5 separate regions of the Mus musculus genome follow, and regions 1, 2, 3 and 5 are each linked to region 4. The links are chromatin contacts, called in public promoter capture Hi-C maps. All regions are on one chromosome and are shown on one strand. The core of a region is the stretch at or near the end of the contact, and the rest is flanking DNA. Distances in the headings are between cores, read along the strand shown.

What was found. Promoter capture Hi-C pulls out the DNA fragments that hold promoters and counts their contacts. Capture Hi-C pulls out chosen DNA fragments and counts their contacts.
Region 1: a contact with region 4 is called in a promoter capture Hi-C map of liver, with 8 times the contacts expected there. The contact joins the promoter of Tfg here to the promoter of Cldnd1 in region 4. A contact is called at or near these places in 9 of 39 promoter capture datasets (the 3T3-L1 cell line, the C10 cell line, cranial neural crest and 4 more), 4 of 484 Hi-C or Micro-C datasets (CD4 T cells, liver, olfactory sensory neurons and 1 more), 2 of 115 datasets of contacts at active chromatin or transcription factors (astrocytes and cardiomyocytes) and 2 of 9 other capture datasets (adipose tissue and liver).
Region 2: a contact with region 4 is called in a promoter capture Hi-C map of liver, with 3 times the contacts expected there. The contact joins the promoter of Pcnp here to the promoter of Cldnd1 in region 4. A contact is called at or near these places in 1 of 39 promoter capture datasets (pre-B cells), 1 of 484 Hi-C or Micro-C datasets (B cells), 1 of 115 datasets of contacts at active chromatin or transcription factors (astrocytes) and 1 of 9 other capture datasets (liver).
Region 3: a promoter capture Hi-C map of liver shows a contact between it and region 4, with 4 times the contacts expected there. The contact joins the promoter of Zbtb11os1 here to the promoter of Cldnd1 in region 4. A contact is called at or near these places in 2 of 39 promoter capture datasets (liver and pre-B cells) and 1 of 115 datasets of contacts at active chromatin or transcription factors (astrocytes).
Region 5: a promoter capture Hi-C map of pre-B cells shows a contact between it and region 4, with 6 times the contacts expected there. The contact joins the promoter of Cep97 here to the promoter of Cldnd1 in region 4. A contact is called at or near these places in 1 of 39 promoter capture datasets (pre-B cells), 1 of 484 Hi-C or Micro-C datasets (B cells), 1 of 115 datasets of contacts at active chromatin or transcription factors (astrocytes) and 1 of 9 other capture datasets (adipose tissue).

What each region holds. Positions count from the first base shown.
Region 1 is chr16:56,715,321-56,721,042 of GRCm38.p6, reverse strand. Tfg (Trk-fused gene) reads left to right here and starts at 3,593. Exons shown (of 8, transcript NM_019678.3): 1 at 3,593-3,858.
Region 2 is chr16:56,028,039-56,033,755 of GRCm38.p6, reverse strand. It overlaps Pcnp (PEST proteolytic signal containing nuclear protein), which reads left to right and starts at 4,039. Exons shown (of 5, transcript NM_001024622.2): 1 at 4,039-4,153. The coding sequence starts at 4,090. It overlaps Trmt10c (tRNA methyltransferase 10C, mitochondrial RNase P subunit), which reads left to right. Exons shown (of 2, transcript NM_029092.4): 2 at 1-36.
Region 3 is chr16:55,973,092-55,978,757 of GRCm38.p6, reverse strand. Zbtb11os1 (zinc finger and BTB domain containing 11, opposite strand 1) reads left to right here and starts at 4,141. Exons shown (of 1, transcript NR_027965.1): 1 at 4,141-5,490. Zbtb11 (zinc finger and BTB domain containing 11) reads right to left here and starts at 4,954. Exons shown (of 11, transcript NM_173026.2): 1 at 4,387-4,954. The coding sequence starts at 4,696.
Region 4 is chr16:58,723,886-58,730,144 of GRCm38.p6, reverse strand. Cldnd1 (claudin domain containing 1) reads right to left here and starts at 2,235. Exons shown (of 6, transcript NM_171826.3): 1 at 2,061-2,235; 2 at 922-972; 3 at 398-707. The coding sequence starts at 689.
Region 5 is chr16:55,932,975-55,938,834 of GRCm38.p6, reverse strand. It overlaps Cep97 (centrosomal protein 97), which reads left to right and starts at 3,987. Exons shown (of 11, transcript NM_028815.4): 1 at 3,987-4,082. The coding sequence starts at 4,040.

The sequences.
Region 1 (5,722 bases), core at 2,344-4,843, 2.0 Mb after region 4:
CGATTGAGTAAAGTAGTTTCAGCATATATGGGCACTTTTTACCTTGTGAGTTTGTAAGTAACTCATTGTAAATTAAAAATACCATAATAAAATGCATTTAATATGCCCAAAGTAGCAAGTGCTATAGCTTAGCCTACACAAACATGTGTAGACCCCTGACAGTTGGACAAAATCACATATCAGGGAGCTGGTTTCATAATAAGGTGCAGTTTACTGAATGCCATGTAATATACTGGGCAGTATCACTCATTTACTGTCATGATTGGGTGGCTGGCTGGGGGCTGTGGCTTGTGGCTGAAGCCCAACATTTTGAAATCATACTACATATTGCTCACCTAGAAAAAGATCAAATTTCAAAGTTGAAGTGTCATTCTACTAGATTCATACTGCTTTTGCACTATCACAAACTGAACCGTAGGTTGAATCCTCACAAATTGAAATTGTATATATTGTTTATATGGAGAGGTACTCAGCCTTAGGGAAGAAAGAAAGGCATGGCCATTTGCAGCAGTGTGGATTACTCTAAAGAACCCAGCTGCAGAAACACTGTCTATAATTGCAGGTCTATGTGGATTCTGAAATACAGCTGCACACAGGGTGAGAGTAGAATACTACCACCAACGATTGGGTGGTAGAGGAAAAGGTGGCTTGTTTCCTGCAAACTTCCAGCCTCACACTGGGTATGTTCTAGAACTCTACTGGACAGCAGCAGAGTCACTGTAACTAATAGTGGTGTACTGTATTCGCAACAGTGCTGAGGACACATTACATGATTTTGCACATGTATAGCCGTGAGGAGATGGCTATGTTAGCATGATCGTGATAGTTCTCAATATCATATTGTATACCTGAGATATGTAATTTGTACTTTATCCTTTATTACAGCTAGTGAATAGTCATCTTCACAAATATGTTTATAACAGCAAAATCCATAATGGTTTAATTTTAAACCATTGTCTACTTTTCTATATTCCCTAGAGTCCTTGTCTTAACTTTAACAGTTAATGAGATTGTATTATAATTTTACTTACCATTACATACTTATGTAGTCCTGCTAATAATATTAATAATAATAATCACATTGAAGTCCCCTGAAATTCTCATCTACTGAAGAAAATTTGGGCTTGTTCCTTTATGTAAAAAGAAAACATTTTATCTGGTTTTGACTATTAGGAATCAAACTTACTTTTGGACATGTTCTTGGCTAACATTTTATTTTCTCTTAAAATACTGCTTAGAGTCACTGGGTCACAGAGTAATTGTAATTTATTTTAAACCTGTATTTTTAAACACTTTATTAAATCAATAATAGCTAGCTGCATATGTATCAGAAGATGGCCAAGTTAGCCACCATTGGAAAGAGAGGCCCATTGGTCTTGCAAACTTTATATGCCCCAGTACAGGGGAACGCCAGGGGCAAGAAGTGGGAGTGGGTGGGTAGGGGAGTTGGGCGGGGGTATGGGGGACTTTTGGGATAGCATTGGAAATGTAAATGAAGAAAATACCTAATAAAAAATCAGTAAGAGCTGAGCTGTTTTCTAAGGAGGCTGAGTCATTTTACAGTGGCAACAGCAATACTTAGCAGTTTAGTGCTAACTTTTAAGGTTCTGATTATTCCAAAGGGTGTAAATAGTTATAATTCAGTTTTGGCCCATTGGTCATGTTTCTGAGTACCAGCTCTTAACTGAAGATGTGGAGTGTTTGTGTGTGTGTGTGTGTGTGTGTGTGTGTGTGTGTGTGTGTGTGCAGTAGAGGCAAGTAGGGCAGAGTGACATGATCCAATGCTTATCTCTTACAAGCTGTTCCCAGGGGCCTCTGGTACAGTTCCTATCTGTATAGTTTGGTACAGTTCCTATCTATCTGTATAGTTTCCCCAGTGGAACTTTGCTACATGCAGAGGTATGATCTTACAATTTGTTGGACTTTGGACTTTGTTTGCCATGAAACCATAATATTATAACTGAGACTTTCTGGACCTTGGTGATAATAAATGAAGATGAAACCCCCTACCCCCAACCACCCGGTACTCACTAGACAGCAATAGAGAAGGGATGTGTTCTAGACTGGGAGTTTAGATGACAGTTACAAGTCATGTGATTTGAGATAAGATCACAAGACATTATAAAGGAATAAGCAAGACAAGGAAAACTCTGAATTTCAGGCCACCACTAAAATTTGTGACTATGAAGGTAAGCTGAAATTATTAACAAAATAGTACCCCAGTTAAGTAGTGAATGAATATATTGTCCTGAAAGCAGACAAGCAACAGTACTAAAGTCCTTTCTGAGCACTGCTACAAAATCTACAACCTCTTCTTTCCAGATTATTCTGGTAATGAGATCTCTGTGTTTCTAGATGTAGATTTTTTTAATAAAAAGTATGCTCAAATTACATCTATAGGCATTGTATGGTTTTTGCACAGATACTATAGGGAACTGTATCCATGTCTAGGACATACGGTATTATAGAAAAGAACATAAAGGAACATAGCAAAAGAACAAATTATAAAGAAAGAAGTCTGTATGAGACCAGAGCACACATCTAAGCTTTCTTCCTGGACACACTTAATTTCTTCCAGCAACAAGTCCCTAAACCATGTGAATAGTCTGCCAGAAGTTACTTGTAAGACTTAGATTGTAGTGTTAGATTATACCACTCCACTTTGCTTTATTTATTTATTTTTCTTCTTCTTCTTGTTAAAGGAGATTACGGGACCCACTGGTTGCTGTGTACTAAGATTCCTGGCACCCAGATTGCAAGCAGATTGAAATGTGTTCAGCGTAAAATACATTTATTCAAACACTTTAGACACAAGGGATGGCTCTTAATAAAGAACAGTGGAAGCATTGTTGAATTCTAGTTGCTCAGACACTAGTCAGGGACCAATGTGTAAGCAGTCTTTTCAAGGGTGAGTCCAAGCCGTGTTTGCTCCTTTGTGACTGAGTCACCTCACTCAGGATGATAATTCTCAAGTTCCATCCATTTAAACACATCCAAAGCAAAAAGAAAACTGAATTTAGGCGAGTGTAGGGTATGGTCAAATCTCTATCCTATAAAAGCCTTCTTGAAGCCTCGGTTTTTACTATCCAAGTTTGTCTTTTGCACCGGTGGGTGTGCCCTCTAAACTCGGATCTTCCTAAATGTTTGGGTAGAGCTTAGCTGGGGAACTGACTCATCCTAGCACTCTTTCGGCAAAGCGTAGGCACTCAATCCTGAATGAATGAATGAATGAACGTGTAGAAAGAAGGCGGAAAAGGGGTTCGTTTTTTCCGAGATGTGACAGACTAGCGCGTAGTCACGACAGCCACAAAGCAACAAGACCCAAACCTTTCTGGACAGATGCCCCACTTCCCCCAGGCTCTCGTAGCAAACCCAGCCCTGCAGACTACGCCCCGCCCACCCAGCAGCCAGACTTAGGAAAGACTGGCTGCCCGGAAAACCGGAAGTGCTGGTAATTCCCTGCGCATGCGTGTCCGCCTCGGCTCGCACTTCCTACACTCGGTCATCCAGTGAGGAAGCCGGGCCGCTCACCCGACGCAGCGGGGTCTTCGCCCGCCCCGCCCCTCACCCACTGCGCATGCGTCCTGACTGGCTTGTGCGCCTGGAGGCGGGGCGCCAGGGCAGTTTTTTTTTTTCTCCCCTTCGCTCCCGCCCCTGCGCTTCCCACCTGCCACGTACGGGACCGTGGCTGTCGCTAGGCTCGTCGGGTGCGTGCGATTGGCCAGCTCTGCGCAGCCTGCAGCTCGGCGAGGCTCGGCGGACGGCGGCGGAGCGGACGGGGTTTGGAAGCCTCCTCTGCGACACCGAGTGAGCCCGCAGCGGCCGGGTCAGCTGAGGTGGACGGCCTCGGCAAGCGGGGTATGTCCGCCGGAGTGAGGCGCGCGTGGCGACTCAAGGAGGAGGTCGGGGGAACCGGGAGGGCCGCAGGGCTTCTGGAACCTCCCAGCGCCGGGTGGGAGGGTGGGGCTGGGGACCGTGGGAAGGGGCTGGGAGGGAGGGCGCAGGGCCCGGGTGAGGCGGACGAGCGGCCCGGCATGGGGGAGGGGCGGCTGGGAGGGAGGGAGGGAGGGGGAGGAGAGGGCGCCCGGCCCGGCCTGACCTGGAGGGCGTTTGGCCCCGCTGATACCCCAAGTCCTGTTCCCTCCGGCCCCAGAGAGTAGAGGGGAGCCTGGGGGTACCTCTTACGGAGGTCGAGAACCAGGGATCGAAGAAGCCTGGGGCGTTTGCTCGGTGCTTCACCCTCTAGAGCAACTTGGAAGGTGGAGGGTGAATCATGGAAGACATAGAAAGGGGGCTTGAGAAAGCCCAAAGCGTTTGTGCCTGATCCCCGGGAGTGGCTTGGACGTTGGAGCGTAGACCTGGAGTTAATCGGTAGATTGAGGACACAGAAAGGAGCCCCATTCGGTCGTACACTCCCGTGCTTAGTGTCCTCTTGGGGCCCTACCCAGTTTTACTGATTACAGTTGCCAACTTTTGTTAAGTTGCCGTCTCTGGGCACGGTAGGGAGAATTGTAGATAGGTAATCTCAAAGATTCTACCAAAGTAGCTTGTTAGGCTCCCTTCGCATGTGCAGAAAGTACGCCGCAGAGAAGAACTTGAGCTCACATAGCTACCAGTGAAAATGGTTACATTCTTGCCATATACACTGCGTGTCATACAGATTTTGAGACCCACTTACAGTTTTAGAATAATCAAGGTTCTTTAAAGAAAGAAAAGAAAAGAGAGAAAGAAAAAATAGAGAAGAAAAAGGAGCCAGTTGGTGGTGGTGCACTCAGGAGTCAGAGGCAGGTGGATTTCTGAGTTCGGGGCCAGCCTGGTCTACAGAACAGCCAAGGCTACCCAGAGAAATCCTGTCTTGGGGAGGCGGGGACAAGAAAAGAAAGAAGGGAAAAAGAAACTTGTTTAGAGGGTGGGCGTTTTAGAAGCTTCTGAAAGAGGGCCTCTTCTCAGGTTAAGCAACAGGTGCCTGAGGCTGAGGTATCCTAGTGCAGGGGCTATGTCCTTGGACACATCAGTGTATCCCAGTTACCAGGAATTTCTTGGATGAAGGTTAAGTTCCAGGTTGAGTCACTTCTGGACTTAGGAAGTAGTAAGACAGCAACGAGATGCATCAGAAAATGCATAGTGATCTTAACAGTAGTTCTAGGAACTCATTCATGTTAATCTCTACCTGCTTAGAGAAAGGCAGGACCAGAGTTGACAGCTGTGTGGACGAGGTTTTCTCTTGGGACAGGAAATAACGGTGGTGCCTGACATTGCTACACAAATGGACAACTTTTAGCTAAGACTGCAGGGAGGAAACTAGAAATGAAACTGGGCCACCCATGGTAGATGTTAAGGATATGTAATGTTAGCTTTTAGGTCCACTGGAGCTGAGTGCTTCCCAGTTCCATCAGAGGGCATATTAATTACCAAGTACATTTGTGCTGGAACTTGGTCTTACTTGGGAGTGTATCTTGATATGAGGTGCCCCTTCTGGCCAGGTAAAGAAGGTACTGTGAGATGGTTCTATGGTTCAGGAACTGAGAGTGTTCAGCTTTCTAAGCACCGGTCCTTAGTCTATATTGCTGACTTATATGGCCTATAGATAGAAGGCAGTAAATGCAGATTTATTGTAAGATCTTCATTCCTGTCAGACTATCAATGAAAGTATGAGATAGTTACTATCTTTCTAAACTTAATATGTTTTAGAGCCTGGGGTAGAGTAGATGTTATGTAAATG
Region 2 (5,717 bases), core at 2,790-5,289, 2.7 Mb after region 4:
AATTGAACACAATAAAAGTTAATATTATTTATTTTTAATCGATTCTTTGAATATCAGACTTTATTGTCCATTTTGGTTTGAGGGTTGATTTGGGTTGTTTTGTGAGTTTTGTTTTGGGGGAGGGAAGGCACGTCTCCAGTAGCCTATGCCAGGTTCAACCCTAATTCTCCACTTCCACTTCCCAAATGATGGGAGTACAGGCCTGAATCACCATGACTGGCTCCATTATACATACTCTTTATTTATCCATGTTAGAAACTGTTCTTTCATGAGGAAATAGATTAAAGCTTTTAAAATTTGAAGCTCTAATTATGAAATTAAAGCCTGTATATAACATTGGTTGTGTTCCAGGCACTAAGTTAAGGTATATTGCATTACATAATCTTGATTGTCCAAAAACTGGTTTTCCCTAGCATGTTAGGGGAAATCCTAATACTATGAAAATTGAGTTTGGAGTAAATAAAAGCAATTTTTTAGGACAGAAAATGTGTCTGGACCAGAATGATGTCTCAGTGGACTCTTGTAGAGAACTTAAATTCAGTTCCCAGCACCACTTTGGGTGGCTTGCAACCCCTGTAACTCTAGTTCTGGTGGGTCTGACACACTCTGGACTCTAAGGGCACCTGTATGAAATGTGGTAAACACAGCTCATGCAGGCATATACACACATGAATACAAAAGCTGACATTAATACCTGGTTAATACATAGTACTTATTGTATGGATAGCATTTCTAGGAAATACTGTTTCTTCAGCCACATGGTTTTTAAATACGTCTTAGAAGTTATTGTTGTTTGAATAAAGTGATGCCCACAGATAGGTCCTTGGGGATTGGCACTGTTAGGTATGGCCTTGTTGGAATAGTTATGGCTTCCTTCCCTTAGAGGAAGTGCATCACTTCTAGGAGGTTGGCTTTGAAGTTTCAGATCTCAGGCCATGCAAATGCGGCAGGCAGTCAGTCTATTTGTGGATCCAGATGGAGAACTCTCAGCCCCTTCCCCAGCACTGTACCTGCCAACATCCTTCCTGCCATGACAGTAACAGGCTAACACTTTGGAACTGTCAGCCAGCCCTAATTAAATGTTGTCCTTTATAAGAGTTGCTGTGGTCATGGTGTCACCTCACAGTAATAAAAACCCTCCTAAGACAGCTATATTTTTACTATTTTTTACTTTCCTTTTAAAGATTTATTTATTTCATGTATGTGTGTATACTGACACTGTCTTCAGACACACCACAAGGCGGCATTGGATATCTATTACAGATGGTTGTGAGTCACCATATGGTTGCTGAGAATTGAACTCTGGAAGAGCGGTTAGTGTTCTTAACTGCTGAGCCATCTCTCCGGCCCTGTTTTTATTTACTTTAATGTGTACTTGCTTGTGTGAATGTATTGTGTATGTGAGTACCCATGAGACCAGAAGGAAACATCATATCCCTTGCTATAGTTACAAGTAAGTTGTAAGATGTCCAACATGGTTTATGGGAACTGAACCTGGTTTCTGATGGCCCAGCCATGTTTCTGTTCCCAGCCACATGGTTTGGGTTTTGGGGTCTTTGCTGGGAATCGAGGTCTCAGCTTAACAGCACATTGGAGGCCGCCAAGTTTACATGAGGAAACAGCAATCTAGAGTGATACATAATATCCCCTCCCCGAGAAAGGGTCTGTGGTATATCTTTGGCTTTGAGCTCACTGACACCCACATACCTCTGCCTCCCAAGTGCTGGTATTAATGGCACAAGAAATGTGAGAATCGTAAATACTATCCTCTAAAGCCATATAGGAGACATGGTGAACCAAGCAGGAGTTAAATACTACTATACGACAGTTTCCTGGTCACTTACATATAATTATGTGCTAAACAGTGAACTGAATGGGTAAGTGCTCCCCATCTCTACTTGAAGCCTGAGTTATTCATTCACAGATACCGAACAGCTTTCGTGTAGGTAACCACCAATACAAGGTGCTATGAAATGTGGCTGCTTTTTAGTTTTAATTTTTTGTGCCTATATGCTGATGTGTGTGTACATGTGGGTATGCACACATGTGTCGTTGGACTGTCTTAGTTATCTTGAGTTGTGTTTTCACTATGTAGACTAAGCTGCCTTTAAGATCCACCTGAGTGAGATTAAAGGCATGGCCACCATCCCTGGTGCCACTTTAACTTTTGATACAACCTGGAGGTGGCCGACTTGGCTGGACTGGCTGGCCAGCAAACCCCAGGGGACCTCCTGTCTCAGCCTCTCCCTCTCTGGCACTAGGATGACTGGCACCCCAGCTTTATGTGAATACTAGGGATCCAAACTCTGATCTTGAGATAACCGGATGATTCAGTATAGCCACTGTTACCAACATCCATGTTTCTCTGTTCTGTTGTTTTAGTTTGGGGGTAGGCCCTCATGGAGCTCAGGCAGGTACTGAAATGGCTGTGTAGCTAAGGATGATACCTTTATCCCATGATCACCTGTTGAAGGGGTACTAGCATTTATTTGGATACAGGGTCTCCCATACCCCAGGCTGATCCTATCTCCACTTCCCAAGTACTGGAATTAGACATATGTGCCACCACTTCATTATGCAGTGTTGGAGATGAAACCCACCATGGGTTTTGCACGTTAGGCAATCACTTGGCCAACTGAGGTACAACCAACAGTCCACTGATATTTTATGGAGAAGTAAAAGCAGGTCTGTGGACAGCAACACTCAATGTTGCTTGGAGGACAGAATGAACTATATTCTCTAATACTGGGTGTATATTACAGGCTAGGAATTGACCAAATTTGGGCAGAGGAATGAGTATAGAGAAAAAGAAGTAAGAAACAGATGAGGCTGTAGCATACTTGATGCATGGATTTCATTGACACTAAATGAATCTACTAAAGGTTTCTAGGAGAGGCAGGACTTAACAGGTGTTTCCAATCTGGAAGAGACGAGTCCTGTATTTTACTGTTGAGTATAAGACAAGTGCTGGTGCTAGCACAGAGGCAGGGAACGCTACAAGACAACTCTTGTGCTGTTCATTGTGTCCATGAAGGTTAAGAGACAAGACTGGCACTAGCTTTTATGATAAAACTCTGTCGGATACTTTTACCTTGAAAGAATAGGGCGATTTAACCAGCAGACAGTTTTACTCCAGACAGTTTTATAGGAGTAAAGAAAACTCCTTGAAAAACACCAAGAAGTGAATAACTTCTAATTCAAAGCAATTCCGAACGTTGAAGCTGGGCTGGGGCGTATTTTAAACGTTATTAGAGAAGGGATGAGTGGAATAGGGTAGATACAAAGCCGACATCTCCAAACTGCAGTAGAGCAAACTACCCTTCTCCGTAAGAAAGACAGCTCCTGCCCTTCGGAGTGTAGCCGGGGATTTTGTTTGTTTTTTATGTATTTTTTTTTAAACAGGTGTTTGAATATATGCAAGTGAGTGTGAACTCTTAGTAGTCGGATTTCTGGAACTGGAGTTATCAGTTAACTGTAGACCACCCAACTGGGAATTGAACTGTCCTCTGAAACAGCAGGAAGCGCCCTTGACCTCCACGTATACCTATTTCTGCTTTTAATGTTTGCTTGCTTGCTACAACTCTCACGCTGAATTTTTCACGAATGCAAAAGCCGCGGAAATTTCTTCCGCCCCAATTTCCGTAAGGCTCTACGACGTGATCTTCCATAAGTCTCTTTTCGGTGTCATTGCACAAATGGAAACGATAATTGCACACCGGACCGCACTGGACGGTGTCAACACTAAGACAGCGTCCGTTAACTGCTGACGTTTCTCTGTAAGAACACAGCCCTATCCCGTAAAATGAAGGACCAGCCGCGACCACCGCTGAGCGTGGAAGCACCTAGGATTGAACCCACCGTTCCACGATCGGTGAGTCCGTACTAACCCGGACGTGCCATCCCACCGCCCAGTCCTCCATAGCCGTCACCACACACCTCGTTCCAGCCAACGACGTCACATCCGTCCCCGTCTCGGGTTCCAGGTCCTCTCTAGGCTGCGGCCTCGCTGGCCCGCCCGAAGCTTTGTGGTTGCTGGGCGGGGCCGTGACGTTCTTGCCCGGGCTGCAGGGGGAGGCCGCGGCGAGGAAGATGGCGGACGGGAAGGCGGGAGAGGAGAAGCCAGAGAAGCCGCAGCGAGCCGGAGCCGCCGGAGGTGAACACAACCCCAGCGTCGCGGGCTACGGGGGCTACTCCGGCCTTTCTTTGGGGTTCCCAGGGCGGGTTGGGGGGCTTTCCGGCATCGCAGGAGCCGGCGGAGCTGGCGCTCGCCCGGCCAGGGGCTGGGCCCTGATGAGTGCCGGGCACGCCCGGTGTGGCCCGCGGGGGAGATCGAGGTCCGCGTCGCCTAATCAGAGAGGCCGCCGGTTACCACCGGGCGGTGCGAAGGGAGGTGGGAGCTTGGCCCGGGAGTCCGAACAGCAGAGAGCTCAGGGCCCGCTGCGCACTCAGGCCGCCGCACGAGCGCCGAGCCGCCGCGGGCACTGGCCGCATGCCGGCTTTCCGAGGTCGCCGGCCTCTCGGTTACACGTAACGAGGGTTGATGCTCTCTTTTTCGCTGCGGAGGTGGAAGACCCCAGCCCACTCTCTGCTGTATTTTCAGACATAACATTTATAAACCCTGCGATGGCATAAGTCGAGGCGATGCAGGGGAGAGGGGAATCTGGCTCAAGCAGCAAACGCTTGAAATTAGGGTTTGATTCGCTTTCTTTCCGGTATCTTTCTTAGGCTGCCAGCAGCGGAGTCTATGTCAGATATTTCGTTGGCGTGGTAGGAAGGTGTGATCTTCCTGTAATTTGTCGCGAAATTAAACTCAGATTATAGCTATCTTTTCGTTCCTCCTACCCCCGTAATTTTTGATGGTGTACATAAAGGAAAAGAAATGCGTAGTCTCTTTTCCCCTACGCCCTTTTGTCGGAAGGATAATTAGCACATGCTTAGAATGTTTTAGCCTTTCACTGTTCTGGCTTTCTTCGGGCTTATCCTTGAAATACTTAAATGTGAGAACATATAGGTTCAGTATCGCATAAAGGCCAAAAGTAGGGTCTACCAAGTTTGTTAATTGCCGAACACCCCCGCCCCCACCCCACCCCCGGTTTGAGCTAGGAGCTCATTTAGCTCTGGCTTCCTGAGTACTGGAATTACAAGCCACGGCCACTTTCTCAGGTCTCTTCCTCATTTTGTTTTTTTTTAAAAATAAACTAGTAAAATAGCTAATGATTTTAGTTCTTACTTTAGACCTTCTATATGTTAAAAGTAGTTTGAGGAAAAACTATAGCCTAAAGTATCTTGGGGTGGCCTTGAACTTAAGGTCCTTTTGCCTTGACTGAGAACATCGTTTTAAGGTACTGCTAAAATGTACCTTAAACGTCTAAAGAAATTCGTGTGTATGTATGCAGTGTACTTGCCACCCTTTCAGTTGAGGGACATTCTGTCCTGTGAATAATATTTCCATCTTAACAGTGTTGGGGTTACATTGATTATTTTATGTTGGTAACTTAAAATAGCAGCCCTTTTCTTCATAATTTGCCTGATTTCGTAAAGCTCACTTTAATATCAGACATACAGGGGTCATGCAGAGTTTCTTAACTGAAACATTTCGCCCATAGGTAGGATTGAATTGATAAGCTTCAGGCAAGTGTTCAGCTCTCTTGGAAAACTTTGTCTAGACTTGGCAACCTTTCTTCTGTGAGACAGCCCACGGTGTTGGAAATACGAGT
Region 3 (5,666 bases), core at 2,892-5,391, 2.8 Mb after region 4:
GGTTTCTCTGTGTAGTCTTGCCTGTTCTGGAACTCACTCTGTAGACCAGGATGGCCTCGAACTCAGAAATCTGCCTGCCTCTGCCTCCCATGTGCTGCTACCACCGCCCGGCAAGAAGCCAAATTTTTAAAAATCAGATAAAATCTACTTAATTTTGTCTACCCAGTGTTTTCAATTGTTAATTAACCATATGATTTCTATAAAAATTTCTTTTAAACCAGATGATGGTTTTGATTTTAGCACTCTCGAGGCAGAGGCAGGCGGATTTCTGAGTTTGAGGAAGCCTGATTTACAGAGTGAGTTCTAGGACAGCCAGGACAACACTAAGAAACCCTGCCTAGAAAAAAAATAATGATAATAATTTCTTTTAAGAATTATCATGTATAAATTTAAATGTTTTGCCCACTCATGCATATGTGCACCATGTGTCTGCCTGGTGCCCACATAAATCAGGAAAAACTCCAACCCCTTAGAAGTGGAGGCACACATGGCTGTGAACCACTGAGCAGTGCCAGGAACTGAACCTGGGTTCTCTAAAAGAGCAACAAATGCTCTTAATCACTGGGCTCTCTCTCGACCCAAGATCTCTCTTTTAAAACTGCTCAAATATGGCAGGATTTCTCCCTTACCATGAATTTAATCTTCTTTCAATTACTGTTAAGATTTTATGTAATGAGGGCTGGAGAGATGGCTCAGCAGTTAAGAGCACTGACTGCTCTTCCAAAGGTCCTGAGTTCAAATCCCAGCAACCACATAGTGGCTCACAACCACCTGTAATGAGGTATGACACCCTCTTCTGTTGTGTCTGAAGACAGGTACAGTGTACTTATGTATAATGATAAATTAAAAAAAACAAAAACAAAGTGGCTCTGAAGAGAAGATTCAATAGTCAACTGAAGATGGTGTCATCTGAAGATGGGGTCAGTCTTCCAGAGGTCCAGTGTTCAATTCCCAGGACCCACAAAGTGGTTCACAACTCCAGGTAATTTCAGCTTCAAGAGATCCAATGTTCTCTTCTGGCCTTCGTAAGTACCAAGCACACAAGTGATAGAAAGATATACATGCTGGCAAAACACTTATACCTAAAATAAATATTTTCATCAATCTTTTTTTAAAGATTTATTTATTTTATTTATATGAATACACTGTAGCTATCTTCAGAACATACCAAAAGAATGCATCAGATTCCATTGCAGATGGTTGTGAGCCACCATGTGGTTGCTTGGAATTGAACTCGGGGTCTCTGGAAGACCAGTCACTGCTCTTCCACTGAGCCATCTCTCCAGCCCCTTTCATATTTTTTTTTAAATCTAAAACTTTTTAAAGTATCAACATGATGTCACAAAATTGCACACCTGACTTCTGTGATGGGACAGTTTTATGCAGGCACTAAAATTATTGTTTAAAACTACCTCAAGCTAAGTGTATAAACATAACACACTTTATAAAACATATATGATCCTTTGTGTTTTATAATAGGGCTGTTTCCTCAAGACATCTCATTATGTTTATACATAATATGTCCTAAATTGAAAACAATTAGAAAACTTGTAGTCTAGCCTGACATAGAAAGACCACTGTCTCAAATAAAAACAAAACAAAAACCAACAACAACAACAAAAAAAAACCTGTTTCTAAGCATTTCTGTCAAACATGCCTTAGTGAGTACTAGTTTAATAAAACACCCTGTCAAGTGTCTTGCTCTAGAACAGAGTTTTGTATGTTTTCAAGACAGGGTCTCATTGTGTAGCTCTGGCTGTCCTGGAACTCACAGAGATCAGCCTGTCTGTGTCTCCCAAGTGCTAGGATTAAAGGAATGGCACAAGCCACTATACATGGTCAGGGCTTTTGCTTTTGAAGCTTAGTAATATAAATGCTTCAAATTATGATGGGATTATAATCCCAATGATCCCATCATAAATTGAAAATATCCTTAAATGTAATGCATATATAATTCACCCAACCTACCAAACATCAAAGCTGTGTAGTGCACTATAGAGTATTGGACATATACCAATTATCACCTGCTGACTGGAAATTATGGTTATGCTGCATGCATAGAAAGGTTATATTAACATATTCCTACCCTGGGCAGAGGTGGGAATAAAAGAATCATGCAGCAGAGAGGCAAACAGAACATGAAATTAGTAAAGTGAGACACTGATACTCTGTTTTTTACATTTAGACAAAGGTCTCACTTGATAGAACAGGTTGCCTCTGCCTCTCAATATGAACAATATGCAGCCATGATTCTAGTTTTATTCCTCACAGTTAACATTTCTTGGAAATTTAGTTCAGATTTGGGAGGTGGGGAGGGAGAGACCAGGCTGGCCTCAACTTTGCAGTGATCCTATGGCCTCTGCCTCTGGAGTACTGGTATAGGCCTGGCTTAATTCAGGGTTTTTTTTGTTGTTGTTGTTGGTGTTGGTGGTGGTGGTGGTTTTTTTCATTTCACTTAATTTGGTTTGGTTTGGTTTTTTTTTGAGACATGGTTAGCTTTGGCTGTACTGGAAACATTCTGTAGAACAGGCTGGCCTTAAACTCAGAGCTCTGCCTGCTTCTGCCTCCTAAGCGCTAGGATTAAAAGCATATACTACCACACACCCAGCTTATTCAGGCATTCTTTACAAATATCAAACAAGTGTTAGGAGGTCATATTAACTGCCAGGGAAGATGGATTACAGTTTAGAGCACTTGTTGCTCTTTCAGAGGACCAAGGTTTTTGTTTCCACGCACCCACATGGTAGCTCACAACCATTCATAACTCCAGTTCTAGGAATTCCATTTGACCTCTGTAGGCTCCAGGCACACATTTACATACAAGCAAAACACCCATACACACAAATTTTGAAATATAAAGAAAAACTGTATGAGAATAAGATAAACCTGTTAACCACTAAAGATTTCTCTAAGGAACAAAAGGACTACCAAAGAGTTCCTAAAATAGGCTTGATGACAAAGTTGGTAAACCTAACAAAAACTAGCATCTAGAACAAATGAGATGACTCAACAAATAAGGCTGCCAGCCCTAGCCTGCATGTACATACACATACACACAGCACATAAAATAGAATTTTAAAAACTTACTAGAAAGATTAGAGGGACTGGCTTGACAGCTCAGTAGTAAACAGTACTTTTGCTCTTTCAAATGACCAGCGTTCAATTCTGAGCACCTACCTGGTGTCAGAAACATCTGTAACCTAACTCCAGTTCTGAATCCAATGCCCTTCCCTGACCTTCGTGGGCAGCTGGTGCGGGCACACACACCGCCAGGGAAAACATTCACACACATACATTTTTAAAAAAATTAAAAAGAAAAAGGTCAAGCTTTTCTGCTCTCATCTACTCTCCAAGGGATCAAACAGTGCTAGGGTCATTATATTCTGCTCCCAAATAATCAATGATTTGATGGTACAGGTCTGTAATCCCAGCTAGTGAGGCACTCAGATCCTTAACTCAAGGCCGGCCTGAGTAATTTAGTGAGATCTTGCCTCAAATCGAGAAACAATCCGTCAATAAACCTGTTGCCTGATCTTTTCTCAACACACACTGCGTAACACAGTTCCCGAGGCTATTTTCACAAAGTAAAAAGAACGTTAAAGCGTTAGGAAACAGGATCCCTGTCACCGTGATTGGTGAGTCAGGGCTGTAATATCAACACGTGAGAGGCTGAGGTGGGAGGAGTGCCACACTCAAAACAAGAAAAAACATACGACACAAGTGTCATCATTCCTCCTAATAAAATAAAACCTCTTATGGTATGTCGGTCTTGTCCCATCTCCCGAGAAAAAGGATCTGGCAGTCTGGAAGGCTGCCTAATGCCCTAAAACCGGGACTCACAGCGACTGCGCCATCATTAGTCCTAATAACCACATTATTCCTTGTTTCTGTGTCGCAGTTGCAGAAACAGACATTTGGACCTAGTCCAATGGCCAAATCCGAGCGGCACTCACTGGGAGACGGCAGCCAGGGTTTGGGACAGCTTTTTCTACGGCAGAAGGGAGAGGGAGAGGGTAGGTCTGCCTCTGCCTCTGGGTCTCCCACCATCCCCTAAGGGCCTCGGGGGCGGGCCCAGATAGGCCGCACCACGCCCTCCACCGCCTGGCCCGGCCCCGAGGGAAGCCCCCGAAGCCCCACCCCGGGCGAGGGTCCGCCCCCAGCCTCCCGGGCCTCCTTCCTGTAGGGGAAGTGCGGCTGCTTTCGCGTCCCCAGCCCGCTCTGCTCCGCTTGGCTCGGCTGGGTCCCGCGGTTGCCGCGCAGCCGAACGGACGCACGCACGCCTCCGGGCTAAGGATACGGCCCGGTCCCCAGACTTGAGGGCTCGCGGGTGCGCACGCAGGCCGGGCCGAGCCGCCCCCCTCGGCCCCCGGGGCCCGGCGCACTCACCTCGCCACCAGTAGGTCTTGGACAGGTCGTGCCAGGTCTGGTGCCGGGTGTGGTGGGTGCCCCCGGGGCCCAAATGGGCCGCCTCGATGAGGCCCTGGCGACGCTCCGGCTGCAACACCACCTCCAGCTCGGCGAAGGTCTTGCGGTGCCGCTGCCGCCGCTGGTAGTAGAGGGTCCCGCCGCGCACGACGTAGCAGGCGGCGGCCTTGCGGATCTTCCGCTTGACATTGCCCTCGGTGCCCGGCGCATAGGGCTCGCGTTCGTTCGTCAGGTAGCGCAGGATGGCCCGGTAGCTCTCCTCGCTTGACATAGCCGCCGGCAGCGCCCTCGGGGGCGCCTGTCAGTGGTAAGGAGAGGCAGACAGCGCCGCGGCTCGGGAGAGGGGCCGCGGCGACCCGGGGAGGAGCGAAGGCGACGCCTGTGGTGGGCGCTCTCTCTCTCCGAGGGCGCCCGCCTGCCCGCCCGCCGGCAGCGCGGAGGGGAAGAACCGACCACCTGGTAACCAGGGGGAACTGCACTTCGGCAGCGCGCGGGATCCGCTGGCGACTGACAAAATGGCTGCTGCACCACCGGAAGTGACGCGCGGGAGCGGGGCGGGGCCGCCACCCCGATTGGAGCGCGCTACGGCTCTGCGCTCCCAGGGAGCCGGCGGTGTGACGTCAACACTGCGGAGGACATGTTGGAAGAGGGAACGCGCTCTCTCGGGCAGATACGGGGGTCCTCAGCAGACATCTTAAGTCTTGGCAGGGCCCTCCCCCACCGCCCTCCCTTTCCTTTCCCACGCTCTCTGTAAAGCCACGTGTTTGAGCGGTTCGCTGTTTGTTTCCCTGAGACCCTCCCCGTAAACGGTAACTGAGTCAGTTGTTCTGTATACTCTGAGACTAGATATACCAGATACCGCCGAGTTTGAAACTGTAGCAATTGATTGCCACTGTCTGAGCCTCTGGGCCAAATACTGTCGCAGTATTACCGAGCATTAAGTGCTTCAGTGTTACGAATTTTCTCCAAACTACCTAAGTAATTTTCTAGAAACATCACCATGGTGACGACTATGCAGGTCCAGATTGCTTAGATGATTAAATAACATGCAGAAGTAACTCTCAATCCCGTTTCCTTGTAATGCCCGGACGCTTTGTGCTTATTCCTTGAAGCTAGAAGGTTCCAGGCTTCCCAACCCAATGACTTTAGTTAAAGAAGCTATTTTTCTTTATTTCTGCCTAGAAGACACACACATTATCTATGACGCTTTTAAACGTTTGTGGTACCACAGGTAAGGAGCA
Region 4 (6,259 bases), core at 986-3,485:
CTCGGAGTGCTGGGATTAAAGGCTTGTGCCACTGCCGCCTGGCTAACATAGCTAACTGTAAGAGGGCAATCAACTCACAGTTTGACTTGATTCTGCAACTCACATTCTGACTTGATTTTGAATACCACAAACTGTCAAATATTTCAACTGTTCAAGCGAATTCCTCGTGACATGTGGCATGAATAAAAAACAATTTAATTGGCAAATAAGTATGAGGATTCAAGTGTTGATCACAATATGAGGTGCCGTGGTATCATCGGGGACAATGGGATTGCACGGAAGTTGAGGCAAGACAATGATAGGAATAAAACAGATGCAGAAGACTTTCTTAGGGGAAGGAAGCACAGACAAGCTTGCACGTCACTGGGCCATCATTATTAGGACGTAAAGGACGTACCTGTCCTTTCCGGTGGCGCATACCAGTGAGTGTTTTTGGGTATGGTGATGCACCGTCTCCACAGCCCCAAGCTGCCGTTGTATCGGAACAGAACATCGTTGTAAGTCTTCTCATCCGCCTCGTCACCGAGGAAATCTTCCCAGGCGATTTTATTCGAGTCACTTGAATTCTCTTGAATGGGACTTCGATACTCATACCAGAAGTCCGTGCCTATGGAGGCCGCCATGTAGATGGTGGAAATCAGACTAAGCACACAAGCAATCACAAACGCAGTAGCAAAACGGTTATCCATTCTGGCATTCAGACTGCTCTGTTTTAAGTTAAAGAAAGAAAAGTCAGACCTCAAGAGCAAATCAGAATATGCTAAAAAGAAAAAAAAAGCCCCTTTACCCTACTCCCCATCCCTTCTTTCCATAACGCAATGCATTTATCGATGTAAAAAATTTACAAACAAAAGGGCAACAAATGTTAAGTTTAAAACAAAAGGCATTCTCATGAAAAGTACTTATTGAATGCTCACATACCCAAGATGCTACGGAGACAGAAGTCTTGTTCTCTAGTCTATCACCTGCATACTAAAACAGACAACACTGAAAAGGACATACACATTACAGGTACAAACAACAGACATGCCCATGGTCAGCAGTGCAGCGTGCACACCTTAAATGCAGAGTGGATTTTTACACAAGCTATAAACATGCTATGTGTTTTCAGGCTTGTGTGAGAAAAAAGACAGCAGAATAGGAAACGAAGACCCCCCAGCTTTTTTAGTGGGGAGGCTTACAATTATAAATAAGGGCAGAAGTGAGGTGTAAGTTGGAAATCAGAGTTGAAGGTGTTAACCCGAGGGGAAAGTTTAAATGTATGTCATAGCAAAGAGAGCAAAAACACCATGTTAGTTATCAATCTCCTTCAATTCAATTAAAGCTAAGCCAAGCCTCTTGACACAACCGGATTCTTCACTCCTTACTCTCCCCGCCCCCCATTCCATTACACACTTCTCAACCTCCCAAACTGTAATACTGCTCCGTATATCCTAAAATATAGCACAGATCCATAAAAACTAAATAATCCCTACTCGCAAACAGAAAAGTGACTTAGGCAAAATCTGAACACTCCCTAGGCGTGGACAGGGCTCCACGGCGGTAGTAAATGGCCGCGGTAAAATGACTCAAGGCAAGATCACGCTGAGTCAAACCCTGCCAAATGTATGCACACCGTGACAGCACCAAACCCCTCGTCTCAAGCACCCGTGAAAACAGGCTTACAAACTGGGGAGCGGAGTTTGGAAAATGGGGAGTGACTGGGGAAAAGACCGGGGCGACTACAGTCATCAATAGCCCAGCAAGTGCGATTTGTATTCTGATTCTCAAAATTCTCGTCCATCCTGGTGCTCTCGGATGACCTTAAAGGCCGGGTTCTGGAAGCTGCGCCTAGCGCAGTCACCCTGGGCCGCACAGCAGGGCCTGGCATGGGCGGGCGGAGACCGGCAGGGCTGGGCGAGCGCCCTGGGTACCCGAACCCAGCCAGCCCCGGCCCCTTGGCCCGGAGCCCCGCCCCTCCCCGCCCCGCCTGCCGCTCCAGCCCCCGGGCCTGGCCGCGCCAGCAAGGAGCCCTTTCCCCAGGTCGCGAGCCGAGCCGGCCCGCGACCCCGCGAACTCACCGCCCATCCTCTCACTCCACCGGCTTCGCCCTCCAGCTCCGACCACAGCACCCTACTCTCCCCGCGCCTCCTCTGACGTACTTCCCTGCAGAGCCCGCCCCCTCCATAACTCCCGCGCCTCCGCCTCCACCTCCACCCCAGGCCGGGCCAAAGCGGCCCTGGGCCGAGGGGCCTTGTGGGACTTGTAGGAATACTGGAGGAGAAGGGGCTAGAGCCAGAGGAGAGCATGCCTGACGACGCGCGAGGAATTGTGGGGAATGTAGTTCTCTCCGAAGAAAGAACTCTGAAGATCAGTGAGGAAAGCTGAAGTCTTAACTGCGGGATTGTTACACCTCAAAAAAGGAGGGACCAAGCTCCAGAAAGTGATGGGGGAGGATCTTTGGTCAACCATAGTCAAAGGCTTTGATTTAGCCGAGATCTAACGTCGAGTCTTCTGTTTTCCCTACGATAACACCCTACCTCTAAAAATCAGTACTACGGAGTTGATGAACTTTAATGGAACTCTACTCTTCAAATATCAACCCCCCTCCCATTTCCTACATCGTCCCTCCCATTTGAACAACGTGTTCTTCTGTTTTGTTTAAATGTAACTAAGGATCTAACTAAACTAGCATTATAACCTGATATAATTACGTTATTCTTGTTTGAAGAAATCTGTTATTTGCTCTCTACTGTAATCAAGTTCCCTGTTTGTTTCAGTTGTAAAAAACAAAACAAAAAAACAAAACAAAAAAAAAAACCCAACTTGTAAATCCGAAGGATACTAGATTTCAAAAATGTTACTTTAAAGTGTGAATGTAATATGAAATGGAATTTAGAGATCATTTTCAACAGAAAAAGTTGTGGGTAGCCTCGGAGACAGATGGCTGTGTGACATGGAAGCAATGGAATGATTCTAAGCCCTCAAATACTTCACAGGAATTTCTAAACAGGTAGAGAAGATTTTTTTTTTTTTTTTTAAGTTAGAAATCGTTTGCCTTTAGCTTGTGGTTCCGGTTCACCATCACAGGCTGTGTCTGGAAAAGGACTTCTGGCAGAGCCCAGTATCCACAAGGCATGACTAGATTTTCACGGATAGCATCAAATGAAAACGTAATTTGCCTCAGGTGTCATCTTGAAAGCTCGATGAGTGTGTAGAGTCGAATAGTGAATCCACAGTAAGACTTGTGAATGCACTTATGCAGCAGATGTCTTCATCCACCGGCCTTCATGAGACGTCTACTTCCTGAAGTAACTTGTGCAACCAATTCTGGTAAAGAGACATTTTTTAAGAAGAAAAGAAACAGCCTAAGTTTGTAGACAGAGAAACTGAAGCCCATGAAGATGAACTAACTTGGCAAACATCAACACTGAGGTTAGTAAACCAATCTTAAGACACTGGACAATTTACTTCATAATCTTTAAGATAAGATTGCCTTTGGTTTTCAATATATGGACTTTTGAAAATAGAATCTATAGATAAGAAAATGTAAAAAATGTCAGGCAGAGGACCTGAGGATTGTTAAGGAATCATTAAAGCATTATTTACAATTGAATGTCCAGTGTTTGAATAAGATCAGTAGAAGTAGCTTTTTACAACTCCCGATTGTCCCAGATGAAGAGGAGAAGCCTGTCATAAATAGTGGTAAGTGTTCTTGCACACCTCAGCTGGCTTCCGGACCTGTCTGCTAACTACCCAGCTGCTAGACTTGCCAGGAGGGCATTTCAATGTGTTTGTTTAGTCGTGTGCTCTGGAAGTTCTAAGTCCTGGGCTCACAGTACACTTAGTCGTCATGACACAGGAGGTACGAGGTTCTGGAGTCACTCTACAAAGGACAATGATGCCTTCACCTTCCAACAGCACAGAACACCCAGAAAACGCTCAGAACCCTGTTCACTCACAAGCTTAGGGTCAACATGGAAGTGTGTCCTTGGGGTTTTGGCCACCCTGAAAGCCACAGAACAGAAGACCTCAACTTCCTTCTCAAACACAGTCCCACAGACCACACATTCACATTTCTGAGTTATCTCTGTATCTTTGGTGTTTTCCAATTTTTATTTATGCTATGTTCTGTGGGTAGCAATCATCTGTAATCAATTTTTAGAGTTAAATGTTTACTCCTACTTTTTGCTGGGCTGCTAGTCTCATATGTATTATTAATGAACCAAGTAACTTAGCAACTATCACAGATTATGGGATATAGGCTTCAAACAGTGTTGAACTAGGCTTCTGGCTAAATTTTCTAAAGCTGATGTTTCTAGTGTTCAGAAGGAAAGTGTTGTAGTTATGGTGCACTATAAATGAGCCCAGTAACAGAAAAATCTATATGGTTAGATAATGCTCTTTCCACAATAATTACCTTCCCTCTCAGGTTCCCTAATATTCTTAAATACAATTCTTATTTAAAATGTTCACTGTTAACTTGTGTTAATCAAAATATAGCAACCTTGCATATTCATCTTAAATATTTGTTCTATTTTTCTTATAAACTTTGGTGATCAGAAAGGAAAATAGAAATAGTTTCTGAGTTCTAGCCAAAGGCTAAAATTGTGATCAAAATTGCTTTGTATCTGTCTACTATAGAACAATGGCTAACCTTGATTCAGAAAAAAAAAAGCAAATAAAAAATTGCATCTTAAAAAAATTTACAAATTGCATCTTAAAATAACTGTGGGGCATTCACCAGAAAAGACTGCTCAGACATGGGTTTAAACCAATAAAAAGACTTTATTAGCAGGCTGCTGACTACCCTGGGTGTTCAGGATACCAGTGTATATCTGAGCCTTTCTCAGGGTAAGCTTTTCAGCACAAAAACCATATTCTAGATTGGCATACTTCAGTTAACAAAAATAAGTAGCCAGAAGAAGAACTACATAAGCTAAGAAGAAAGCAAGGTAGAGACTTTCCCAGAACTATAGACTTTGATGGGCTACGTGTTTGTTTCCAGGTGATACTGTGTACATGCCGAGTTCTATGGTCTGCGTGGCCTTAATGGAGTCACCTGTGCTTAGGTCAGGGGCTAAGTTCTGGGCTAGTTTGTCCCTGTTATTTATAAAATCCTATTAAGTGTCTCAAAGTGAAATAAATTATAGTTGTTTGATTCCTATTGCTTGTGAATGATAATATAATAAATAACCATTTGGAGATGAGAAATTTGAGTTAAAATTGTACTTTATTTTAAAAGACTATGGGTCTTTCTGGGTCCGAGTGACCTCATTAGTTAAATAGCTATTAAACCACTACTCAAGTCCTAAATTGTATGACTCATAATTCAATTGAAAAGATATAACCGTAACTTCAAATTACAGTTATCATAGATTTGGCAGCAGCAGAGATTGAGGTATATACATAGTTGACATGTATTCAAGTTTATAGGTTTGTGAATTTCTTCTGACATAACAAGATATATTAAGTTAAAACATTGGTATAAAACAAAAAAGTATGCTATGTTAACTAGAGACATCTTTCTGTGTTAGTTTATGTTGTGATGAAATTGGTAGGGCTATTGTAGAACAGAAACTGTCCAAAAGGATTGTGAAAAGTTCTTGTTGGTTAGAAATGGCTCCAAATCCAAGCATGATTCAATCTAGACTTATAAGCGTTTATTGGCTACCTACTGCAGCCAGACCCTGTTGAATTGCTAGGGACACCAACATAAATAACTTTGTTATGCATATCATAAATGACTATCAGATCTATTTTTTTTTATTTGTGTGAGTGTGTATATGTATGTGGGCATGCAGATGCTATAATCACACTTATGGAGGGTAGAGACAATCTCTGATAGTGGGATGTCTTCTTCCATGATGTGGATCCAGAGGATCAAAATCAGGCTTGGCAGCAGGCATTTTTTTATCCAGTGAGCCATCTGCCATCCCCAGATCTACTATTATAAAGAGGCCTAAAGCATGTTCTTCTAGAATAATAGCGTAATTTATCCATGAGTAAATATGATTTAGCAAGAAAAATAATAAGCTAAATGTGGGTTCCCTAATAAGAGCAAATGTATCCCTCCTAGTTTGGCATGCTATTTTAATAAATTCTAAATTCTCCAAGTAACTATGGGAATAAAAAAAAAAAAAACTCTTAGAGTATGAACTGTTTCCTTAAAGGTAACTATTTAAATGATTGCATATTTTATTATATCCATATAGGAAGTGAAGAAGAGAGTATTTTTAACATAAATAATCGCATGTCTGTAAGCACAAAGAGAAATAGT
Region 5 (5,860 bases), core at 2,738-5,237, 2.8 Mb after region 4:
TCTGACTAACACTGCTCCTGTAATGAAATCATTATCACTAAGAAGTATTGTCTTAAAATAAGAAATAATCATCTCCACTTTTGTTTTTAAAATGTTTCCTATAGGGCTGGAGAGATGGCTTGGCAGTTAAGATCACTGACTGCTCTTCCAGATGTCCTGAGTTCAGTTCCCAGCAGCCACATGGTGGCTCACAACCATCTGTAATGAGATCTGATGCCCTCTTTTGGTGTGTCTGAGGACAGCTACAGTGTTACTCATGTACAATTAGATAAATAAATATTTAAAAAACCCTTTCCTATAAACTGAGGATGTAGCTCAATGGTAAATTGCTTGCCCATGATGTTAAGGACTTGGTGTGATCACCACCAACACAGGAAAACAAACAAACAAACAAACAAACAAACAAACAATCCGGTGAAACAAAGGCTAACCAAATATTCCCTTACCTTCCCTTAGCTATACTGAATGTCACTTAACCAGGCCAGTCTAGGCGCCATACAGTAGACCTACCTCTGAGACGATGACTTGTGTGAAAACAGTAAGCGCTTACTCACTAGGCATCCATGTGTGTATCTGTGTAAAGCCTGGAGAACAAGCCTTGAGTCTACTTTCTCCCCCCCCCCCTTCTCTCTTTTCTGTTTTCTTTTTGACACAAAGTCTCACTATGTAGCCCTGGCTATTCTGCTACTTACTATGTAGACCAGGCTGGGACAGAGATTTTTGCTTACTTCTGCCTCTCATGTGCAGTGATCATAGGATGTACCACTTCGTCCCTCTTGTTGGGTCTGCTTCCTTGAGGAAGGTGCATGGCGTCACTTATGGGGCTGCAGTGTTGGGAAAAGTAATTGGAGATTAAGGAAGTAAGAGCAGGACTGTTGGGGGCCTGCCTGTGTTCAGTGAGCCACAAGTGCTGTCATAGAGCTGTGAATGCAGCCTGATGTAAAGTTGTAAGCACACTTAAATCATTTCGTGTGTGTGTGTGTGTGTGCACGTGTGATTTTATTATTCTTATTTTATGTGTATCAGTGTTCTGTCTGTGCCCTATATGCTTGTAGTTCCTATGGAGGCCACAAGAAGGTGTTGGATCTTTTGGGACTGGAGTTACAGATGGTTGTTAGCTGTCATGTGGGTGCTAGGAGCTGAACTCTGGTCCTCTGGAAGAGCAGCCAGTGCTCTTAAACCATTAAAACATCTCTTTAGCATCTTGTCCTTTTTCCTTTCTTTTCTTTTTTGTTTCTTGTAACTCAAACTATCTGACACAATTCTCCTCATTAAAAACATTAACAGTTTTGTATAAATATTTGTTTTTATTTTATGTGTGTAAATGTTTGGCCGGCATGTATATATGTGCATTTTGCATTTTCATGGTTCCCTGTAGACATCAGAAAAGGACATCTGATCCCCTGGAACTGAAGTGTGGGTGCGGGGACTTGTTCCTCAGCAAAACAAGAGCTTTTAACATCTGAGCATCTCACCAGCCCCTTCCTCTTCCTCTGAAGAAAAACCTCCTTTGGCTGGGCAGTGGTGGCGCACACCTTTAATCCCAGCACTTGGGAGGCAGAGGCAGGCAGATTTCTGAGTTTGATGCCAGCATGGCCTGCAGAGTGAGTTCCAGGACAGTCAGGGCTACACAGAGAAACCCTGTCTCAAAAAAGCCTAAAAAGCAGGAGATGGGATAGGGGGTTTCTGAAGGGGAGACCTGGAAAGGGGAAAACATTTGAAATAAAGAAAATATCCAAGAAAAAAATTAATTAAAAAATTGACAAATAAGACCTCATAAAATGCAAAGCTTCTGTAAAAACAAACAAACAAAAAACCTTAAAATACAGAAAAGTTTAAAACAATTTTTTTTCTTTGAGTTGGGGATGTATCTCAGTGGTTAAGTGCTTGCCTCAGATGAAGAGAGCCTAGTTTGATCCCTAACAGTTTCAGAAACCCAAAACCAAAAACAGTGAACAAGACAAGAGTGCTTCTCGTGTGAACTTTGTGAACGACAACACTCTTCAGTGATGAAAAGCCGGACACAACTGCATGGTCATCCCCAGTATGTGATCACCCTGTGGAGGGGTTCTCTGGGTTATTCTTGTTTGCTGATGTTGTTATTTGGTTTTTTTTTTTTGTTTGTTTGTTTTTGTTTCTGAGACAAGGTGCCTCTATGTGGCCAAGGCTGGACTTGGCATACTTCTCTCCTGGCCCTTCCTTTTTCTAAGTTACATATTCTCTCTCTCTCTCTCTCTCTCTCTCTCTCTCTCTCTCTCTCTCTCCATGAATGAGGTAGCACACATGTGGAACTCAGAACACAATTCACAATTTTCAGGAGTGGGTGATCATCTTCTACTGTGTGGGTTATGGGACTTGAACTCAGATCATCAGTCTTGGCAGCAAACTCCCCTACTGGCTAAGCTGTCTCTTCATCCTCTCCAATTGTTTTAATTTATGCACTGGCTGCTCTTCCAGAGGTCCTGAGTTCATTTCCCAGCAACCACATGGTGGCTCACAACCATCTGTAATGGGATCTGATGCCCTCTTCCGGTGTGTCTGATGTGTGTGTGTGTGTGTGTGTCTGATGTGTGTGTGTACATGTGTACTTGTTTTGTTTTTAGACAGAATCTCTCTGTTGCATAGCTCAGGCTATGATTAAACTCACTATGTAGACCAAGGTGGCCTTGAACTCACAGACATCCTCCTGCTTGCCTCTTCCAATATCTAACAATATATAGTCTTCCTCCCAACTGATGGGATTAAAATTTGGGCCACCACGACAGGCTTGCTTTGTTTTCAGACATATAAAGTTGTAAGACTGTTCTCCAAGTAAGGTGTCTACTGGTTAAAATGAAGGGGGGAATTCTTATTGTTTCTTCAGAAATAGAAAAGTATCTTTAGACTAAAGCAATGGGAAACAGAAAGGTCTTTAAGGGCAGTGATGCCAAAGGGAACCAGGAAAGAGGAAATGCTCTTAGAATTTTGAGCCTGAAAAGCTAGAAGCACCAAGTTACTGAATTTTCCTGAACAGGAATCCTCAGACTTCAGAGAGAGCCTTATAGCGAGTCATTCTATAGAGAAGCTAAAACCCTTTAAAATTAATTCAGACTTGTCAGAATGGGTAGCGGCCATAGAGACTTCTAGCAATGAGTTCTCAACATCAGTTTGTTTTAAACAATGTCCTTATAATGTGCCAGGTGGTAAAAGTGTTGAATTTCTCGAACACCAAGAGTAGCTTTTAGTACGTTGAGCAGTTGATGAAAGAAAGTGGAGCCCCCTTTGTACGATTGAGTTACCTTGTAAACCCTAGCTTAATTTTACTTCCCCTGTCAAGTTTTGTCCAAAGATTGTAATTTCTAGTTCCCGATTACCGAGTTCATAGTTAAATCAAAAAAAGATCAGCCTGTGCCCTCCCAACCAGGTAAAGTAAGTATTCCTGACTCTGGAAACTATTTTAAACTTTTTTGAATACTCTGGAAAAAGTTCTGGGTACATATGTATCAAATATACTCCTTGACCAAACTGTTCAATGTGTAAGAACCACCATTTAAAACAAAAATATCAGTTTCTGAGGCTTTAAATCTATTTAATTAGGTAAGATTGGGTAAATTGCAAATATAACGTATCCATTTGACTATGTCAAAATATTTCACTGTCATTCCTATAGAGAAGCTAAAACCTTTTAAACTTAATTCAGAATTGTCAAAATGGGTAGCTGCCATAGAGACTTCTGGCAATGAGTTCTCAAATTCAGTTTTAAACAACGTCTTTATAATGTGCCAGGTGGTAAAAGTGTCGAATTTCTCAAACACCTGGCCCTGGAGTGAAATGGTTTATCTAACAATACAGCTTGCTCACCAGATCAACTTTAGGTGTCAACCCGGGTCTTCTAAGCTTTACCTCCCACATTGTAGCCAGCAAGTCCCATCAGGGAGCCAATTGGGTCGAGTGAGTGCTGTGCATCCTGGGAGTTGTAGTTTGCAGCGCCCCACTGCTGACTACATGCTCTACAGAACGGCAGAAGACGGTTGCCTGGTGTCATTAGCAAGCGGCAAGTATGGCGGTGGCGCGAGTCGACGGGGCTCTGGCTCCGGGAGAAGGTACGATGATCCCTACCCCTAAATTCCAAAGTTTACTTCAGTATGTCATATTAAACAGTTGCTTGGTGTAAAGAGAAAGCCTGGGTTTAGAGGTGCAGTTTTGGACCAGTTCTTTTGATGAGGGGCTGTAAGCAACACGGAGGCGCACTTCCTACTGGGAGTTGTAGTCCCGCTGTCTGGTCCAGTCCCGCAACATTACTGTGAAGGCTGAATGAGGGACTTCAGTCCCCAGGAGCCTTCGCGGTGCCCGGCGCCCCTGTCCCGCGCTCTCCTTAGCCTGACTGGGGGCAGTGGGCTTCGGACTGCGGTGACCTTTCTGGGACGTTTACTTTGAGTTCCGAGTGCCCACAGGAAATTAGTGCAGCCTTTTTATTTCCCGTGCCTCTCCTTCTCGTCCGAGAACGTTCAGGAAGCATCTCATCTGAAACCGCATCACAGTCTGCTTGAACTCTTCTTTGGAAGTGACCAGTAGCCGTGGTAGAATCTGAGAATGACCCAGACACGCGTTGCTCCCCGATCATTCTGCAGGCCGGGTCCCGGGGTCGAGTTTGGTCTTTGTTTGGCAGAGCCCAGGTTGGGGGGTGCGCCTGTGCTTGGGAGATGCCTCCGTGGGGCGCCGACCTCAGAGCTTTTGTTTTGGTTACACTCTGAGGCGTGGTAGCAGCTGGCCCGATTGGGGCAGAGCAGGGTAGGTAGAGTTGAGGCTCATAACCCGGAGACCCTTGAGTTCCTACGGGAAGGAGTTCGGCTAAAACATGTGTCGACACTTAGGAATTGTGTGCGGACGCTAGGTGCGCTTTTCCAGGACAGTCTAGTTTTCATCTCGAAGAAGGGGCTCACGACGCCTCACGTGATAAGAAAACCGAAAAGCATTGAAACCCTCTAGGAGCGCAGAACCGAAAAATTACATCCCAAGGTAGCTCCAGTCTGATCGAAAAATTGAAATTGGCAGTTACTCAGGCCCCGCCCACTCTGATAGCTTCTTTTCTCAACCTTCCTAGCTCACCGAGAACAGCAGCAATAAGCACTTACAGAGCCATTCTCCCCGCCCCCAAAGAGCCAGATGATATTTTGGATGCCTTTCTCCCATTATCTCATGTTTTTATGTAGAACAATGTTTATATTATATTCTCACTCTTTTTCTTTTTTCTTTTCAAAGCCATGGTCTCATTATGTAGCTGTGACTGATCAAAAACTCAAAGAAATCCTCTTGCTTTTGCCTCTCCAGTGCTGGGATTAAAGGTGTGAGCTGTGCTGTGCACGTGGCTCATCCACTTTTTTTTTTTTTTTTTAAAAAAAACAACTTTATAGTTTTTAAAAAAGATTTATTTATTTATATGAGTACACTGTAGCTGCCTTCAGACACACCATAAGAGGTCATCAGATGGTTGTTAGCCACCATGTGGTTGCTGGGAATTGAACTCAGGACCCCTAGAAGAGCAGTCAGTGCTCTTAACCACTCTGAGCCATCTCTCCAGCCTTTTTTTTTTTTAAGATTTATTTACTTTATGTATGTGAGTACACTGTCACTGTCTTCAGACACACCAGAAGAGGGCATCAGATCCTCATTACAGATGGTTGTGAACCACCAAGTGGTTGCTGGGAATTGAACTCAGAACCTGGACGAGCAGCCAGTGCTCTTAACGGCTGAGCCATCTCTCCAGCCCATTGTTTTTCAAGACAGGATTTCTCTGTGTAGCCCTGGCTGTCCTGGAACTGGTTCAGAAAACTAATCTGGCCTTGAACTCAAGGAGATGCCTTTGCCACGGAGTGCTGGG